Linked DNA regions of Sus scrofa: all the other regions are linked to region 3. The links are chromatin contacts, called in public Hi-C maps. All regions are on one chromosome and are shown on one strand. The core of a region is the stretch at or near the end of the contact, and the rest is flanking DNA. Distances in the headings are between cores, read along the strand shown.

Evidence for each region. A called contact is a pair of places that touch in the nucleus more often than the background predicts.
Region 1: a Hi-C map of heart right ventricle shows a contact between it and region 3, with 4 times the contacts expected there. The contact joins the promoter of PLPBP here to the promoter of TACC1 in region 3. A contact is called at or near these places in 2 of 47 Hi-C or Micro-C datasets (embryonic fibroblasts and heart right ventricle).
Region 2: a Hi-C map of heart right ventricle shows a contact between it and region 3, with 2.8 times the contacts expected there. The contact joins the promoter of EIF4EBP1 here to the promoter of TACC1 in region 3. A contact is called at or near these places in 2 of 47 Hi-C or Micro-C datasets (embryonic fibroblasts and heart right ventricle).

The regions. Positions count from the first base shown.
Region 1 is chr15:48,635,235-48,637,934 of Sscrofa11.1, reverse strand. PLPBP (proline synthase co-transcribed bacterial homolog protein) reads left to right here and starts at 1,351. Exons shown (of 8, transcript XM_003133369.4): 1 at 1,351-1,642. The coding sequence starts at 1,544.
Region 2 is chr15:48,442,084-48,444,783 of Sscrofa11.1, reverse strand. EIF4EBP1 (eukaryotic translation initiation factor 4E binding protein 1) reads left to right here and starts at 1,411. Exons shown (of 3, transcript NM_001244225.1): 1 at 1,411-1,591. The coding sequence starts at 1,447.
Region 3 is chr15:47,859,723-47,862,422 of Sscrofa11.1, reverse strand. TACC1 (transforming acidic coiled-coil-containing protein 1) reads left to right here and starts at 1,319. Exons shown (of 15, transcript XM_021075676.1): 1 at 1,319-1,472. The coding sequence starts at 1,436. LOC106506224 (a long non-coding RNA gene) reads right to left here and starts at 654. Exons shown (of 4, transcript XR_001301395.2): 1 at 615-654; 2 at 105-292.

The DNA of each region.
Region 1 (2,700 bases), core at 102-2,601, 780 kb before region 3:
TAGTGGCAAAGCGGAAAGGAATCCGACTGGGAACCATGAGATTATGGGTTAGATCATTGGCCTCGCTCCGTGGGTTAAGGATCAGGCGTTGCCATGAGCTGTGGTGTAGTTTGCAGATGCAGCTTGGATCTGGCGTTGCTGTGGCTCTGGCATAGGCTGGCAGCTACAGGTCAGATTAGACTCCTAGCCTGGGAACCTCCATATGCCACCAGTGCAGCCCTATAAAGACAAAAAGACAACAAACCTCAACTATCTCATTAACTTTTTCTATTGGTTATGTTTAAACTTTACTTTGGGTATATTGGGCTATAGAAAATGTATTCAGGGAGTTCCCATCGTGGCGCAGTGGTTAACGAATCCGACTAGGAACCATGAGGTTGCGGGTTCGGTCCCTGCCCTTGCTCAGTGGGTTAACGATCCGCCGTTGCCGTGAGCTGTGGTGTAGGTTGCAGACGCGGCTCGGATCCTGCGTTGCTGTGGCTCTGGTGTAGGCCAGCGGCTACAGCTCCGATTAGACCCCTAGCCTGGGAACCTCCATATGCCGCGGGAGCGGCCCAAAGAAATAGCAAAAAGACAAAAAAAAAAAAAAAAAAAAAGTATTCATTAATTTTTCTTAACTTTCTGTGCCTATTAGAAAATTTTATTTATTTTTGTTTTTTGTCCTTTTAGGGCCGCACCCACTGGCATGCGGAGGTTCCCACGCTGGGGGATCTAATCCGAGCTGTTGCTGCTGGCTTACACCACGGCAACACCAGATCCAAGCCGTGTCTGGGACCTACACCACAGCTCAAGGCAACACCAGATCCTTAACCCACTGAGCGAGGCCAGGGATCGAACCGAAACCTCATGGTTCCCAGTCGGATTCGTTTCCACTGCACCACGATGGGAACTCCTAGAAAATTTTAAATTACATGTTCGGATCACATCATATTTCTATTGGGCACTGATCTAAAGGATAACCAGAGGAAAATAATTCGGTACATTGGGATCCTACCATGTTCTTCAGAAACAATTTTCTTTTATATATTTTTAAATATTTATTTTTGGCCACACCCGCGGCCTGTAGAAGTGACTGGCCAGGCACCAAACTTGGCCACAGCTGTAACCGGAGCCACAGCAATGACAAAGCGGGATCATTAACCCGCTGAGCCAGGAGGGAACTCTTTTTCTATGCCTTCTCCTCTCCCCAAAATCATCTGAGATAAAAGCCGTTATCTCCCACAACTGGGAAGAGGACCTAAGGGACCTCTCCTGCCCCCTTCTGTCCCTCAACTGCGTCTGCGGGCTACGGCTAGGTGGAAAGCCCCGCCCTCCGGCAACCCCGGAAGTACGTCACAGCCCCTCCGCACCCGAGTGCCCCGCCCCGCCTCGCGGCGACCTCCCCAAGATGGCACACCTAGGGCGGGGCCGCCCCTCCCGCCCCTCCCCATACTGACGATTGGCTGAGACGAAGACGGGCAACACGGAGACGTGAGCTGGGCGGGACCGGAAGGGGATTTAGCCTCGGGTGCCCGGGTACGGGGCTGGAAGTCGGTTCTGTGGAATGTGGAAGGCTGGCAGCATGTCGGCGGAGCTGGGAATCGGTTTCGCTCTGCGGGCAGTGAATGAGCGCGTGCAGCAGGCGGTGGCGCGACGGCCGCGGGTAAGAAAAGGGACCTCGTGGGGACGGTGGGCGGCCGCTTGGAGGAGATGAGACGCCTGCGTGGGAATGGGTCGTCACGGTGACGCAGAGGGGTCTCCCCGCAGGAGCGAGAGCTGGCCGCCGCCTTGGCTTTGGCACGGGTTGCCGAGACCCCAGGAGGCTGGTAAAAGGATTCCTCAGCATCTGTCAGGTTTTCTGGAGGTTGGCTTAGTTGGAGCAAAAGGTATCGCTACCCCGGGAAAATGACTGATCTCCAGGCATCGCGACCATTTACCCATCTGGCTTTGTGTCGGGATCAGCCGCCTTGGCAGAGGGGAGAGGGATCAGGCCTGCACCCAGAGGCTGCAGAAGGGGATGTCCACTGCAGGAGTACCCAAAGGAGGCCAGATCTGCCGAGATCACGTGTGTGGCAGCGTCCCAGATAGTAGATGCACAGTAAATGTCAGTTCCACCCGAAAACGAAGGAAAGGGTGGATTGGCCGTACTTGGGTGACACTAGAGCTGCACTTGTGCGTTTGGGGCAGGAGGGAACTAGACATCCATTCCCAAGCAGTTTAAGATGAGATTTTTTTCCCCCTTATATATAGTTGGTATCTTGGAACTTACTTAAAGGTTACCATCTGCCCCTCCTCAGTGCAAGTTTAAGCTGAAAGGTGTGGTGTGAGACATATTTGAATAGAGAGATCAAAGTTTTCTCTGATTAAGCATTTAGTGTCAGAGCTCAGCTGGCCTGGAGACAGAAGACCTGTATTAGTATAGCTTTTTCTGGGCTGTTAATTAGGTATTATTTTAAACAAGTCAGTTAGTTACTCTAGCCCTGAATTTCCTCCTTCCGGCATTAATGATCCTCCAAGAAAAAGCTAAGCTAGAGATTCCCCTAAGAAATATCGCCCTGGGGAGTTCTCCCAACATAACTTACGCAGATGGGCTACCTGTTCCACTTTTTTTCCCTAAAGACTGTTACCTCATAATTCTAGGAAACATGACACAGTCTCATAAAAAGTCAGCAGTGCAGCCCTCAGAAGGAAGGGGAAACTCTGTTAATTGATCTTACTCTT
Region 2 (2,700 bases), core at 162-2,661, 580 kb before region 3:
TTCCCCTGTGCCACAAGGGGAGCTCGAGGGAACTCCGGACACTCCTCTTTCTTTCTTTCTTCTCTCTCTCTCCTTCCTTCCTCCTTCCCTCCCTCCTTCCTTTCTTCCTTCCTTCCTCCATCCTTTCTTTCTTTCCTGCCACCCAGCATGTGGAAGTTCCCAGGCAAGGGATGGAACCGGTACCACAACAGTGACCTGAGTCACTGCTACGGTGACAATGCCTGACCCTTAACCACTTCTGCCAAAAGGGAATTCCCTGGATTTCTCTTTTAAACTTTTCTCTCTCTACTCTTCCCGGATGTGGCCACCACAGGTTTTTTTGTCCTCCACTTGAATATTCCTTCGTTTGTTCCTGCGTTCATTTAAAGAGCTCCTGCCAGGGGAGTTCAAGTGAGTTCAGGCGAGTTCCCGTCGTGGCACAGTGGTTAACGAATCTGACTAGGAACCATGAGGTTGAGGGTTCGATCCCTGGCCTTGCTCAGTGGGTTAAGGATCCGGCGCTGCCGTGAGCTGTGGTGTAGGTTGTAGACGCAGCTCGGATCTCGCGTTGCTATGGCTGTGGTGTAGGCCGGTGGCTACAGCTCCGATTAGACCCCTAGCCTGGGAACCTCCATGTGCCGCGGGAGCGGCCCAAGAAAATGGCGAAAAGATTAAAAAAATAAATAATAAATAATAATAAAGAGCTCCTGCCAAACTTCGGGCAGCGTGGGGGTCAGGATCCACTGACCCAACTCAAAGGGCTGCAAATAACCTTCTTTGACCAATATTTCCCCACCACCACCGACGTCCACTCCCTCCCAGCCTCCTCGCTCCGGGTTTAGCCCTCATCACCCAGCTTGATGTTTTGTCCCCAGATCCTAATTCTACATTTCTTCCACGACTGCCACATCGTGAATGTTCAATAAATTGATGAATGACCAACCAATCCTCGCTTTCTCATCTGAGGAAATAGAGCACGGAACACGGAAGGCTTTCGGAGGCAGGGGACCTTCTCGCCTGATGTCCCAGTGTTGCAGCTAGCCTTTCCAGAGTGGGCTGGGTCCGCTGGGACCCCAGCGCAGTCCGAGCTAGAAAGGCATTAACACAGGCAAGCCTCGGAATCTTCCTTCCCATCCACCGGTTCCTGCCCGCGTGGCTCTCGGGGACCCGAAGGGATTAGCGGCGGGGCAGCTAGGAGGCGGAAAGGAATAGGGGAGCGGCGCTAGCAACTACGCTCAGGAGCCCGTCTGTGGGGTGCCCGGGACCCAGCGCGGAAGAGGACTCCTGTGCCCGCAGCCCCCGGGCGGTGGGCGGGGCGGCAGCGCAGCGGGAACTACAAATCCCAGGGGGTGGCAGCCCAGGCGGCGGAAGGGGCGGTCTCGGGCGGGGCGGGCCCGAGCGAGGCAGAGCGAGGCCAGAGGGGCGCCAGGGCCACGCTCTGGGTCCGGGCTCCTCGCGCGGGAGACCATGTCCAGCGGCAGCAGCTGCAGCCAGACCCCAAGCCGGGCAATCCCCACCACTCGCCGGGTGGTCCTCGGCGATGGCGTGCAGCTGCCGCCCGGGGACTACAGCACCACTCCCGGCGGCACGCTCTTCAGCACCACCCCAGGAGGTAGGCGCGGGCCCGGGGGCGCCGCTCGGGGTCTCTGGGTGCGGACGCTGGGAAGGACTGACTGGCCAGGGGGAGGGATAGGGAACTCCAGTTGGACGGGGCGACAGGGCTTCGGGGCGTGGTGACTGGAAAGAACGGATAAGGGGCACGAGGGTGGCTGTGAGGGGCACGGAGGTGGCCACCTGGAACGACAGGGGGGCGCGGGGGGCGCCTTCCATTGCCTGCCCTAGGGGTGCGTGCTCCAGAGCCGCGGCTGCAAATGCCACCTTATAGCTCCTTCTTTCTGGGAGAGACAGCTGATTCCCCCCGCCAAAAACAAGCGCTCGCTTCCAGGACTGCCATAGGCCGAGGTGTGCTGCCCCTTGTGGGTGTTGGGGGCTGTTCTGAGGCTGAATAGGGTGGGGTCAGGTTGGCCTCCCAACCACGGAGAGGGCTGGCCTGAGGTTTTTAGGGGTCGGGATGGGCGCTCTCTGTTGGGGTGAATGGCTCTTGGCAGAGACCGTTTTCCTTCCCGGGGCACCCCCAGCTTTGGAGCCTCGGCGGCTTCTGGAACAAATTGCCCTTTTAGGCTTGAGGATCTCCGCGAAGGAACCCGGGGCCGCGGGCAACGCTGTGCAGAAAAACACGTTCTTCTCTCCGGGGGGGAGGGGGGCCGTGTGACCTCCCAGAGAGTTGATGAGGAAGAGGAAGCTGAGCTGGCGCGGGGCGGGGGCAGCCTTGGGCTGCGCTCGGGAGCCTGGCATTCCCTGCCAGCTCCGGAGCCCTGGCGTATGGGCGCTGATGAAACCTGCCGGCGCGTTTGCATGATGAAATCCTCGTGGCTCACCACTTCTCTTTCGTTCTCGCACTGCGCTCACCCGTTTCTGCCCTTCTTCCCTCCCCTACACCCGCTTCCACCGCTGCTTCCCAAACTACTCGAAAAACTCCACCGATCCTGGCGCTTCGCTGAGAAACACGGGTGCGGGCGGCCGCGGGCGGAGCTGCAGCCTAGCCGCCTGCCAGCGTCGGGGCCACATGCTTATTTTCTCAAGCAGCTGTCCCACCACCAGCGAGCGCAGCCAGATCCGAGCCCTGGGCTGTTTGATCCAAAACACACAACGTTAGAACTT
Region 3 (2,700 bases), core at 70-2,569:
CAAATTTTCCAGTTAGAACTGTGAAAACCACTGAGTTTTATTGCAGGGGTCCATGAGGATCCCAAGTTTCATTGCATTTGATAGTTCACAGACAAGCCACTTACCAGGCCATCAGCAACAACTGAATCAGGATCCCCTTGCACCTCCTGTACCTCCAACTCAGCATCTCCAAGAATCACAATGAGGAATCTTCCTGCTTCATTTCTGGGGGCTGAGGAGGCAGTTTGTAGTGGGAACTGGATCCCATTTGTGATAGCCAATTCCTGCGCTTCCATCATGGAAAGACCTAGAACTGGAGAGGGCCAGGAAAATCATCAATTCCCCTCCCTGCCATGCAGCACATGCCCTACACTGTGGGTAGAGGTGTGCACGTGGGGAAGGCTGGCCCCAGGCAGGACTCTATGAACCCACAGGACATTTTCACTGCCATCTTTATCAATTATTATTATTTTTGTCTTTTTTTGCCCCCTCCCACAACAATGGAAGTTTCCAGGCCAGGGATCAAACCTGTGCCACAACAGTGGCAACGCCAGATCCTTAACCTGCTGAGCCACCAGGGAACTCTGTTATTATTTTCCAATTAGAAGAGGGAGAAGAAAAACAAACAAACAAACCAGTCAAGGAGTTCCTGCTGTGGCACAACAGGGTGGATGGTGTCTCTGCAGTGCCAGGACATGGGTTCATCCCCAGCCAGTCACAGTGGATTAAAGGATCCAGCATTGCCACAGCTATGATGTGGGTCACAACTGCGGCTGGCATCTGAGCCCTGGCCCAGGAACTCCATATGCCAAAAAAAGAAAAAAACAAACAAGACAAACAGCCAAGAGGGATGTGGGTGTGTATATTTCTTGGAATCCAGAGGTTGGGGGTGGGGGTGGGGAGTGATCCATCAAAAATGTTTCTAGTACAAAAGCTGGCAAAACAAATCTCTCTCTCTCTCTCTTTTTTTTTTTTTTTTTTTTTAATCTGAACTGTGTAACAGGAGAAATTCTCTCACAAGGGGAGAGTATTCCTGAGCCAAGTTTAGGCCGAGGAAAAATTTTCCAGCTTGTGAGGAACGAAGCTGACGTTACATTAAGGAGGAAAAAAAATAGTGCTGGAGGAAAAGAGGAAGGGGGGAAAAGGCACCAGGCTTCAAACAGAGGAGCTTTAAATTCCAGATGGGACCACAGATCAGAGAGCTAGGAGGCTGCAGCGATTTCTCCGTGGGGCTCCCAGACCCAGTGGACATTTCCTGTTCTGCCCCTGAACGTTCAAGCCAAAACTTTACAAAACATCCTTTTCCCTAGAACCAAGTGTTTGGTTCGGAGACCCACCCCTCCCCACGTCGGTGATCTCAGAGCCTGCCCTCCCCTTCCTTTCTCGGAACCGCTCCCTGATCAGGGGCGTCAGCTTCCCAGCAGAGGTGATGGAGCCACTGTAGCAGGTGGTGCCAATGGGAGAGAGGAGACCCGGGGACCACCGCCTACGAGGTAGGAACGGGGGCTGCGTGTGCTTGGGTTGTCTGACACTTACGGAGCAAAGCAGAGCCCTTGACCTTTAAGCTCGGGCTGGGGGCGTTTTCTTGACGATGGGACAGTGCTGTGGGTGAGTGGACGCCAGGGACGTCAGGCATTTCTTTCCTCTCTTTCTTTCCAATTTTAACTTTAATTCTTGGGTCTCTGGAAGCACTACCTCTTGTTTGCCTTCTGATGTAGAAGTGTTAGGGTAGAATTCTGGGAATTCCCTGACTTCTTTGTTTCTTTTTCTTTTTCCTTTTCTTTTGGTGGGCAAGGAGTCAAGGAGCATTTGTAAATACCTTCAGCTCTGAGTAGATTCAGAGAGAAGTGATCCAAATGGATGCAGAAGGAAAAGGCATTTTCACCTTGGTGAGCTGTGGTCCAGCTGTTTCCCAGGACCTGTGTCCTGCCCACCAAACTCCCTCCTCCTCCCCGCATCATGGGAATACACACCTTGAGCTGTTTCTCAGGTGTGGGGATGTGAGACTGGAGCTCAATGCTACGCCTTTATGGGCAGAGCCCAGGTGCCCTTGGAGACATCCACGTCTGTGGCGGAGCTAACTGGTCAACCCTGAAGGCTGCATGTGGCCCTCGCCATCATTAGGGACATGCCCCAGCAGTTCGTCCCTGAGAGGCTAGCCTTGGCAGCACCTGCTGACACTGAACTGATACAGAGAATGCAGCATGGCTTCTGCACAAGTACTCAGATTTTTATCATAAACGAACCATTTCAAATGCCCCTTCTCTGAACTCCAATGGTCCTTCTCTAGAGCACACATTTTGCTCCTTATGCACCTATCACCTTGCTGTACTGTTCTCTAACAAGCTAAACAAATGAGAGAATGGATGGGATGCATGAGTCGTAATCTATTTCTTGGTGATCTTAAGATAGCAACTAACTCTTGTTGAGCACAGACTGTGTGCCGGCACCATTCTAAAGGTGGTGGGTATTATCATCATCATCCCCATTTTACAGATGGGGAAACTGAGGCTGGAGACACACCTAATAAATGCAGAGGAGGGATCTGTACTGAGGCCAGGCTGCCCTGCTCCAAACCAAGGTGGGGGTTTGACTCTCGGTCCCCATATTCTCCAGCTGCGTGACTTCAGACAAGGTGAATGTCCTCAGCCCGTTTCCTCATCTGTCAAATGAGACAATAATAACCCCAGCTCACAGACGTGTTGTAAGAGATAAATGAAT